Linked DNA regions of Mus musculus: region 1 is linked to region 2. Evidence: chromatin contacts called from public promoter capture Hi-C data. All regions are on one chromosome and are shown on one strand. The core of a region is the stretch at or near the end of the contact, and the rest is flanking DNA. Distances in the headings are between cores, read along the strand shown. Region 1 has its middle 44 kb from the start of Gm32827. Region 2 overlaps Gm4792 (predicted gene 4792).

What was found. Promoter capture Hi-C pulls out the DNA fragments that hold promoters and counts their contacts.
Region 1: a contact with region 2 is called in a promoter capture Hi-C map of trophoblast stem cells, with 2.9 times the contacts expected there. The contact joins two enhancer-like sites. A contact is called at or near these places in 6 of 39 promoter capture datasets (epiblast stem cells, frontonasal cranial neural crest, hippocampal neurons and 3 more), 2 of 484 Hi-C or Micro-C datasets (bone marrow-derived macrophages and nephron progenitors) and 1 of 9 other capture datasets (pancreatic islet).

What each region holds. Positions count from the first base shown.
Region 1 is chr10:94,379,901-94,385,519 of GRCm38.p6, forward strand. It overlaps a transcript of Tmcc3 not described here. Among named protein-coding and RNA genes, the nearest start is that of Gm32827, 44 kb to the right of the region's middle. Within about 2 kb of position 1,306, at least 66 of the 459 cell types and tissues checked have an H3K27ac peak or open chromatin away from gene starts, as enhancers often do. A contact at or near this core is called in trophoblast stem cells, where this site is marked.
Region 2 is chr10:94,291,383-94,296,909 of GRCm38.p6, forward strand. Gm4792 (predicted gene 4792) reads right to left here. Exons shown (of 3, transcript NR_033209.1): 2 at 3,801-3,918; 3 at 2,281-2,593. Among named protein-coding and RNA genes, the nearest start is that of Gm4792, 4.6 kb to the right of the region's middle. Within about 2 kb of position 3,864, at least 42 of the 459 cell types and tissues checked have an H3K27ac peak or open chromatin away from gene starts, as enhancers often do. A contact at or near this core is called in trophoblast stem cells, where this site is marked.

The sequences.
Region 1 (5,619 bases), core at 56-2,555, 86 kb after region 2:
AATCGGTGTGTGTGTATGTGTGTGTCTGTGCGAGTGCGCGTGAGTTCAGGTGCGCCCAAAAAGAGCGTCAGACCCCCTGCAGCTGGAGGTGCAGGCAAATAGCGAGCCATCTGATATAGGTATTTGTTGGGAACTGAACCTGGGTCCTCTGGAAGAGCAGCAAGCACTCTTTTTTTTTTTTTTCTATTACATATTTTCCTCAATTACATTTCCAACGCTATCCCAAAAGTCCCCCAGCAGCAAGCACTCTTAACTGCTGAGCCATCTGGCTAGTCCCATAAGTAGTCATTTTATTTTTAACTATTTGTATGCATATGTGTTTGTGCGTATGTATGTGTGAGTTCCTGCAAGTGTGTGCAGGTGCCTGTGGTGGCCAGTAGAGGGCATATGATCCCCTGGAACTGGAATTTACAGGCAGTTATGAGCCCAAGTACTAGGAACCAAACTCAGGTCCTCTGCAAGAACAGTGTATCAGTCCTGCCCCACATTTACACAGAAGTTAGTAAAGCCAACCTAAGTGATTTCTTCTTTAGAGATACAGACATGTGTGGGGAAAAGTGTAAAGAAAAAGAAAGCTTAGGTTAATTTAGAATTCTTGGGCAGTGGGAAGGGCTGGAGGCTGGGAAGAAGTATGGCCCAAGGGTGGACTTTATTCTCTCTCTCTCTCTCTCTGATCTCAGGGCAAGGATTTTTTTTTCCTTTTGACCTTAAAGAAAGATGGATACATATTATAGACATCCTTTGGATTCTTTGGAAGGTTTAACAAGGAAAATATACAGAAAATAAGCCAAAACAATGTATCAAACTTTATCCTTATTATGCATGTGTGCTTTGGAGGTGATTCATTGCTGACTGTGCCGAGGAAGGTAGCCAGACTCTCCAGCTTTGAAGTGAAGTGCCAGGGAGGTGATTTTCTGCTTGGCAGCTTTAACTCTTTAATACGCTGGTTGTGACAAGTGGCTGCCTGGTTCTCTGCCTGCTGCTAGAATTGACACTGCTCTGGCAAGCGTGCCGGGCGTTCATTGAGCAAACATTTTCCTAATACCTCAGTATACGGTCTGTCTTGTTTCTCAAATGCTGTGAGGAACGTCCCAGTGTCACTTGCATTTCACAGTTAGGAAAAACAGAGACATCCAGGTTGACAGAGTCTGTCTACAGATTCTCACATCCCAGGCTGGGGCTCATTGCCATTGTCTGGGGTCAGTTCCCTGAAATGCTGCCTTCTGCCTGCCCTGCAGTGGTAGAGGCAGAGGCTCGGCCCTTCCAGTCTTTCCTAAGGCAACTTCCTTTTTGTCAGGCTCCACCTTCTTCAGTAGCCTGCACATTCCTGTGGTGTAGTCACCATGACGCTCCCCCCACTGACCCTGCAGGACTCTTCAGGCCCTAGGCACAGTTGCTCAGGGACTGTCTGTTTTCTATGAGGCTGGTTTGTGTCTGGCTTTCTGAGTGTCTTTGACCTCACTGGTGGCTGTGAGGGAGCAGAGCTGAGCAGTCCCTGGTCATATGTGGATACCGCCTCAGTTGAAGTCAGCCTCAGTATGCTTAGCATAGGGAACAAGTACACACGTGTGTATAGAGCAAAAGAGAAAGGAGAAGTGTTGTAGATGGCGTCCCTGTGTCCCAGCAGGAAGACCTACTGTGTGCAGTGAGTGGTCTCCAGGTACAACACAGCTTTGGTGGGTTGTCACTTCCCCAAGGTCCCATCTCTTACTGTCTCTGGAGATGCTACTTCCAAGGCAGGCGATTATTTTACCAAGTCCAATACTTTCTGTCCTTGCTAATGAAGCCAGGCAGGCATCTCTTAAATATAAACCTTGCTCTAGTCCTGGGGACAGACATGAGTGCCTGAATGGTCCTAAAATGGAAGGGGAAGTCTGCTGAGGGATGCTGGGAGATTCTCATCCTTTAACAGAGGAGGGCTCTCAGTCTATGCTGCTTCCTGCTTTGAGTGCAGCGAGGCTCACATGCAGTGCTTGGGGCTGCTGCCGCCATTCCATAATGGTGAGAGCATTCCATAATGGTGAGGCCATTTCATAATGGTGAGGCGTGGGACAAAAAGAATTGGTGATGCTGGCCCACCCACATCTTACCATCACTGACCACCCCACCCCCACCCCCCAGACCCTCAGCATCTCCGAAACAGTCCATCTGAGATTTCATGTCTTGCAAAGAAGAGAGATTCCCAGTTACAGAATCCTATGCCTGCCATTGACTGTTAGCTACATTTTCTGTTATTTGCAACTGTAAAAACAAAATGACTAGGGGAGTTTAGCCTGGTCTGGCCTCTGCAGGTACTCAGATACACATAGCTCCAGACACATACATAATTTTTAAAAAGTCTTTAAAACCCCAGAACTAAGTAGATGGGGTGCAGCAGTTGTCTGTCTTGTCTGTGGTTTAATATTACCCCCCCCCAGGTTTTTCTGGGGCAGCTCAGATATGTGGGTGATGGGAAAGAGGACTGAAGGCTTTGGCCTGACTCTTTCTTCAGGATACTATACTATGTCAGGAGGCCATACAAGGAAGGGTGGGGTGCCTGAGTTAAGGAGTAGAAAGAAGTCGGCAGAGTCACCTTACAGTTTGAATTTATTCAGTTCTTGACTTATTCTCTTGCAGTGGGCTTGGTTATTGTAGGTCCCACATATTGAACAGATTCAACATGCATGGCTTAAGAACACTATTAGCGCTTACACCTTTGAGACCTTTGATGACCATGCCTTTGAACCGGAGCCCAGGGAATAGCGCTTTTTGACACAACGTTTCTGTAAAGAGTTATTATAGAGAGACAAAACTCTCTGTTCTCAGCTCCCAATTGCCTTCCAATCCAGTCCCCGTCATTAAGCTATGCACGCTCTTAGTGTGCTGGAAGTTGGAGAGATGAGTACATTACCATCAAAGCACGCTAGGCCAGCGATTTGCATAATCGCTGCCGACGGGACAGCTCCTCAGGCTTGGCATCTGCCACCCTCATCCTCCGGTGGCCTTGTTTTGGATTCTGCTCATGCAGAGTCCCAGTTACTGGTTTTCATAGTTTCTAAGCCCTGGTGAGGGTTGTCTGGTCACTGCCGTTGCTTCTCCCTCACGGCAGCGCTTGTGTTAAGTACCCTGATACAGAGTCTACACGTTCCAGAATAACGAGGGACAAGGACAGTGTTCCTGGTTGGTGCTTCTAACCAGTGGCCATTCTGGCTGTGTCCTCTTGGCTGGGTGGCTGCTGCAGCTGCTCTTGTTTAGCCCCAGTGCTCTGGAGCATGTGAGCAGAGAGGTGGAGGGATAATGTGTTTGATCTCTGCTGAGATTCTTTCTGCTCAGGCAGGTGAAGAGGGAGCTGGAGTGAGATGATAGGACAGAGCAGGTGCAGTGGGTAGAAAAGAGTCGGATGGTGGATCTCTGGACCGTTAACCGGGAGCAAAGCCACCAGAGGCAAAGCGACAATGGTTGACCTACAGCTATGGCACTGCAATGTCCTTCAGAACTGATGTGGGCTGTAGGTCTGGCAAGCCCTGGGTCTGGGCTGGGCCATACGGGAACCCACGGTGAGGACAGGGATTTGGAGAAGTGAGTAGGGGATACAAACCAAAAGGGTGTGTGTGTGTGCGGTTGAATACTGGAGCCTTCTGCAGAAGAGCAACTTGGTAAGAATCCCGAGCAGCCCAAGACAATATCGTGGAGGAAGAGGGCAGCCAGAACTGCACCTTGACTGTGCCTGGCACCATGGAAGGAGCCTACTATTCATCAAAAGAAGTCAAGGGAGTGTATCAGTAAGCGCAGGGGTCCCCACTATGCTAAAAGGAGGGATTTCCCCCAAGAACTTTCTGGTGTTTTACAAGGCTTGTGGTTATTTGCATGTTCACTGCATTGCTATCAAAACATGAACCGGTGGTAGAAAAGGAAACTGTGTCCTTGTAGAGAGAAGACTACACGTCGACTGTCCTTTAAATGCAACTGGAGAGGGGTCCTGGGTCCCCTGGAGCATTCTCCTTCACACTGTACCTTGTGAAATGGTTATTGCAGGAGAAAGATCACGTCTTTTCAGAAGCAGCTGCTTTCCTGTCCCAAGGGGCCACACACGGGCTGGCTGGAAGTCTCGATGATGGAGAGTTAGGAGAGTGTCCTTTTGTTCCCGATGAGTGGAAAACACTAGGCAGCCCTGTCTAGCCACAGGCTCTGTGTCAGGGTGACAGGCTGTTCCAGCTTTGAGGCAAGGTGTCTCCTGGAGGCACTGTGGCACTGCGGGGGCTGCACAGCTGAGTCAGGCAGTGTTTCTTCCACAATGACTGTGATTTTTCCCTCTATGGCCTTGAATACCGGATTAGCCCCAGTGAAAACCGTGCGTGCTGCAGAGCTTTGGGCAATGGCTGGTTCTGAAGAGCTTGCTTGGGGGAGCTGGGCCAGATGTGATTCAAGGCACTGGTATGGCTTGACTGACTTCCCCCCTCTTCCTCAAGAAGGACACAAAGAGTCTTTTAAAGTGCATAACGACAATGCTGAGGAATAGGTTTATAATAATGGTACGAAATTCTAGAAATTAAGCACCTGGACCTAGGAAAGGAGAAAAAAGACAAAATACTACAAATGGAGAGATGAAATGGTGCCACTAAAGCCTTCAGAATGGTTTTATACGAAACCTCCTGGAAGCCATCCTGGAAAGAGAGAGATGGGATGTACCAGTTTCTTGGTGTCTTAGTTAGGGTTCTACTGCTGGGAGCAGACACCATGACCAAGGCAAGTCTTATAAAGGGCATCATTTAGTTGGGGCTGGCTTACAGGTTCAGAGGCTCAGTCCATTATCAGCATGGCGGCATCCAGGCAGGTATGGTGCAGGAGGAGCTGAAGAGTTCTACATCTTCATTTGAAGGCTGCTAGTGGAATACTGGCTCCCAGGCAGCTAGGATGAGGTCTTAAAGCCCATACCCACAGTAACACACCTCCTTCAACAAGGCCACACCCACTCCAACCTAGCCACAAGTCCTAATAATGTCACTCCCTGGTCCGAGCGTATACAAACCATCACACTCGGAGGAAGGGACACTTCTGAAAAATTAACTGTCTTCACTCCGAGTTATTCTGGAGCTGATGCTAATTGGCTCTCCCAGTTCCTTAACTATTCCAGCCACTCCTTCCTTTCATGGTCCCCACACCCCACACTGCCAGTAAGCTCTGTATTCGTGCTATCAGGAGGTACGGAGAAGGAAAAAGACGACATCTTGGTGGTGGTTAAAGTCATTCATGCCATGGCACCATGACTGAGTTCTTGCTGTCTGATGTTTAGAACAAAATCCGTATTCATGGAGACTACAGAATAGAGAATTGGACATGTTTTTAAAATCCCCATGGCTGTGTGAATCCTATGTAGTCATCAGCACCCCTGGGATTAGCGCCCCAGACAGGAGATCATGGTTAAGCATAACTTGCCTTTAGAAAGCTTGTCACCCCCAAGCCTGGAGGGGGTGGGGCTTCAAAATCATCCAGGGAGCCTTGCAAAATCCCACACTACCAGACTTGCCACTTTCTGCCAGGTCCCATCCCGCACTTTCCAGAGCCCGTACCACACTGGCTGAATTAGAACCTCAGATGGTGGGTTGGTTTGTAATGTGGTTTGTAATGGCTGATACTCAG
Region 2 (5,527 bases), core at 2,614-5,113:
GGAGGAAAAAGGATTGTATCAACTAGATGCCATCAGATTGTGTTACATTGTGTGCCTCAACTAAATGCCATCAGATTGTGTTACATTGTATCAACTAGATGCCATCGGATTGCAACCCTTACTCTGATTTCAACATGACTGTGTTTTAAGCAGCTGACTGAGTACCCCTGAGAATAAATGTTAGCATCATGGGAGACCTTCAAATTTCTAACTAAAGAGGAGCCAGGTCCCTCTAAGCACCCAAGAGAAAGCACTGATCTATCCCATCACCTCGTGAATGGGAGGGTCAATCATTTTATTTATTTATTTATTTTATTTATTTTTATATATTTATTATATTTTTATAGTTATATTTATTTATATTTTATTTTTTATATATTTATTTTCTCTATTTTTCTTTATTTATTGACAATGAAGGTGTAAGAGCAGCTGTGCCTCCATATTCTGGGGTTGCTTTGCTACTTCTTGTAATCAGGGTTTCTATTGCTGCAATGAAACGCCATGACCAAAAAGCAAACTGGAGAGGAAAGGGTTTATTTGACTTATCCTTTCATGTTGGTGTTCATCACTAGGGGAACTCACGTAGGGCAGGAACCTGACAAACCTGAACCCAGAACCACCAGACCAGAGGTGGCACCACCCACAGTGACTTGGCACCTCCCCCTTGGATCACTAATTGAGAAGAGGCACTTTCCTCTCCGATGACACTAGCTTGTTTGTCAAGTTGACACACAAAACCCAGCCAGTACGCTAAAGATACTGAGTTTTAAGATAGGCAACTTTCTGCTAATTGAATTCTATGGTATTGATTTTAAAGTTAAGGACACGAGTTTCTTTGTTGGAGAATCTTTAGTCTTCACAGGTCTTCCAGGCCTGTATCATGGGGCACAGATGAGACTCATTACTATTATCTGTAATCTCCAAACATGTATGTGTGTTCTTCAGATGGCCAGTGTTTAGGCCTTTTTTAAATTTCTTCTTCTCTCATACAATGCATCTCAATTGCATCCCTCACTCCCCTCACGGTCCCTCCCCTCCAGGTCTCTCCTCTTCCCCAGATCCACTGTTCTTCCACAGGCCTCCCAGGGATATCGACTGAACACAGCATAACAAGATGCAGTAAGACTAGGCACAAACCCTCATGTCAAGGCTGGATGGGGCAACCCAGTAGGAGGAAAATGGTCCCAAGAACAGGCAAAAGAGTCAGGGACTCCCACCCCACTGTTAGGAGTCCTACAAATAATCCAAGCTGAACAACCACAGCACAAATGCAGAGGACCTAGCACAGACCCATGCAGGCTCCATGATTGCCACTTGAGTCTCTGTGAGCCCCTGCTTAGTCGATTCTGTGGGTCATGTTTTCCTGGAGTCCTGGACCCCATGGCTCCTACATTCCTTCCTCCCCTTCTTCCACAGGCTTCCCTGAGCTCTGACTAACGATTTGCTATGGGTCTCTGCATCTGTTATCATCAGCTGTCTGAGGACGCATCTCTGGTGACAATAGGGCTAGGCACTGATCTATGAGTACAACAGAACACCATTGGGAACTGTAAGCAAAGGCCCAATAAGGGGAAGGTGAAGGGGTAGGTTTGAGTGGGATGATAAAGAACTCACCTCTTTGTGCCCAAATCTCTCCCCCCTGGCACCTGAAGCTGTCATATTACTCAGGCCCTTGTGGGAAGGACATTGAACACTCTGTTGAAAGAAAACTTCCCAGAAGGTCTCTCAGCAACATGTTTCCAATTACTTTGTCAAATCTCAGGAATCTCCCTTCAAAAACAGCAGGAAGAAATTCTCTCTCTCTCTCTCTCTCTCTCTCTCTCTCTCTCTCTCTCTCTCTCCACTCTGTGTGAGAGAGAGTATGTATGTATGTATGTATGTATGTATGTATGTATGTATGTATGTATGTATGTATGTATGTGTTTGTATGTGTATGTAGGTACACGCAGGTACATGTGGAGGTCAGAGGTCAATATCCATATCTCCCCCCCATTGCTCTCCAGTTTACTTTTTGAGATAGAATTTCTTACTGAATCTGGAGCCAATTTGGCTAGATAGGCTGGCCACAAACGCCCAGGATTCTCTTGTCTTCACCTCCCCAGTGCTGAGATTTCTGGTGTGCCAGCATACCTGGCTTTTTATGTGGGTGCTGGGGATCTGAACTTAGGTGCCCATGCTTGCAAGGTGAGCGCTTTACTGGCTGAGCTATCTCCTCTATCACCAGAAGAAGTAAGTTTTGATGGAGATATGCTAAAGGAGACACATATATGAAACCACACATTCATTTCCTCATGGTGCCAACATTTATTGAGCACCTATTATGTGCCACCACTTGGAAACAAGCTTATAGTCTAGTGGAGGAGAGTGCCTGCAGAGCACCCATGAAGCACCATGGACCACATTCAGGGTTGTGTTATCCTCAGAGATGGTGGCCTGGGAGGAGGGAAGTTGGAAGAACTGCTTCCTGAAAGAAGTGATGCGACTGATTCCTGAACCCGCCTGGTTCACAGGAACCTGTCTTGTACTCTCCAAACTCCATCCTCTGATCTTTCCCGTTTTATCAATTACGTGGATACATATATCAAAGGTACACCTATCATAGTCAGAGACACAGAGAGACAGGGGTTATTTTGGACAGTGGCAGAAGGAGGGCTCTAGTAGATCTTCATAAAGTCCTGGGGAGACGGCTCAGCGGGTAAGGGTGTTTGTTGTGTCTGAGTTTGGATCTCCAGTGCCCACATAAAAGCTGGGCATAGCTGTACATGGTTCCAACCCCAGGAAAGCAGGTGGAGATCCTGGGAGCTCGGTGTACAGACAGCCTAACCAAAACAGGAACTTTTAGGGATGGTGAGAAGCCCTGCCTCAAGATAACAAGGAAACAGGAGCATGGAAAGGGATGATGCCTGATATCTCCCCTGACTTCTGTATGCACCCCCACATACACCCCTACATGCATGCTTACACATATACATATGTATATATACTTATGCACTCACACATATATACTACACACACACATATATATATGTATATACACATGTACAAACCCCCAAACACACACATACATATATACATACACATACACACATATGCATACACATACATGCACATATATAAATACACATTTATATACACTTACACGCACCCCTACATACACATATACACACATGCATGCATACACATACGTACACATACACACATCCACATCCACATGCATCCACATGCACCCCCACATACACATGTACACATACACCCACACATCCATATATATATACACACCACACACACAAACACAGGAGAAAGGCTAGAGGAACGTGCATAGCCAATATAGTAAAGTCGAATACAGATCCACAAAAAGCCTCCTGCTTATGCTTTAAAAATAAGCAAACAGACACAGCATAATCCCAATCATTTCTAAAAAGCCGGACAGGGAATGAGAGATGAAAAACAATTTTTTAAAATATGCTTTAGCTTGGAAGTTAGGAAACTATGGCTCATGAAGCAAATTCAGCCAGTGGCCTGCTCTTTGTAAACGAAATCTCTCATCTTGTCTAAGGCTACCTCATGCTTTGTCAGCTGAGCCTAGCAGTTGCAACTGAGACCATGTGTACTACAAAGCCTAAGGCCTTTTGTGGCAGTATTTGTTCCCTGCCTTCAGGCCACTGCAATCCCAGCAGGAGACAAGATCTGTGACACACACATTTAAAGGGACAGTTCTCTATTACACAAACACACATGCAGAAAATCATTTGTGAATTGGTGAGTGAACGGAGAAGCAGAAACAGAAAGGAGTGCCTCACCTCGTCTTGGCTTTTATGAGCCAGAGCAGACCAAAGAGAGTCCTAGGCTCAATTCTTGGGATATAGTTAGGCAGGAATCCTGGCCACTGGGCTGTGTGGGGGAGGGGCACAAGCAGTCCTGGAATAAGGAGAGAAATAAAAAGGTTTAGTCCAAGCAAGCAGACTCCCATGACCATCAGGGTGACAATTCTGCTGCTGAGTCATATGTAGCAGGCTTCCTTTCCCATCCTAGTCTCCAAGGATAGGCAGCATTAGGGTTCCTGGTTTGCAAATGAAGAATCTGAGGCACAAGAAGATTCAATTGCCCAAAATCACAAAGCCAGGACTCTGTCCATGCAGTCTGCCCCTGGGGCCCACACGCTTAATTGTATATCATTCATTGTCGGCCGTCATTTGAAGTGAGTCACCCTGTTTCCTCTGATCCCAACAGATGGAGCAGCAGGCAGAGGGAAGAGAGAAACAGACTCTGGTGCCCTGCCAAAAAGACCTTTCCAATAACCAGTGATGGAGTGGCTGGTGTAGAATGGGCTTTAGAAAGCGTGACTAGTATGTGTTTAAGCAGGAGTCAAGACACCTTGACCAAGGTTTCAGAGAGAGAATATTCCCGAATGGGCAAGAACAGATGGTCTCTAAGATGTCTTCCATCTCTTGATTCTGTCATGGTCTGAGACTTGGACGGGGAGCTTCCTAGGGTGACCTCATGGCCATTAGAGAGGAGAAGTGGGGAGGGAGAGGAGAGAGAAAATACATCCATTATGGAGTCTGCAGGGATGAATTCCTTCTGCTAGCACCCCTGAAAGTCTCCATTACCTTACAATTATATAATCAAGTTAGGAATCTGTCTGTGGATTAGCCCATTGATGAAGGCAGAGCTCACAGCATCCAGTCAATTCTCAGTGACTGGAGGAGCCAGCCAGGGATTGAGCCTTTAACACATAAATCATCTGGTAGACACTTATACCCAAACCACAACCAAGCACTGGATAATTTCAAAAGTCCCCTTTCCTTTCCCTCCACCTTTTCCACCATGACTTTTAATGTATCCCCTTGCTGTGCTGGAAATCACTTTATTACTACAAGTTAATGGCGGCAGTTGTCGATATAATATTCTCGTTTTGTCAGGTGACAATTTATGGGGCCCGATTCTCCTGCTTCAAAGAACCAGGCTCTGAGGTAAGAGGTTCCCTGCTGTCCCATAAACTCCTACAGACTAATCAAGCTGCATGCCTGTGTTCTTCCACACAGTCCTACCTGAGGGGATAACAATAATGTACCGCTCAAAAGATATGGCTCCTTCCTGTTTAGGTATCAAACAGTAAGAATGCCTCAATTTCTGTACTTTCTTTAGAAGCAAGGTTAAGCTATAGACCAATGTGTGTGTGTGTGTGTGAGTGTGTGTGTGTGTGTGTGTGTGTGTGTGTGTGTGAGTGTGTGTGTGTGTGTGTGTGTGTGAGTGTGTGTGTGTGTGTGTGTGTGTGTGTGTGTGTGTGTGTGTGTATTTCAGTGCTGAGGACTGAGTCTGGGACCTTGTGCATGTCAGGCAGGTATTCTGCCACTCACAGGTATACCTAACTATTCTGTTTATGTCTTGGGGTGCTGAAGACCCAAGCCAGAGCCTCAAGCATGGTAGACAAGCACTCTACCATCTGAGCTCTATCCCCAGGTATACCAGCCGTTTCTGCATAGGAATTTCCCCAGTAGAAAAGACTGTAACTTGTTAATAGGAC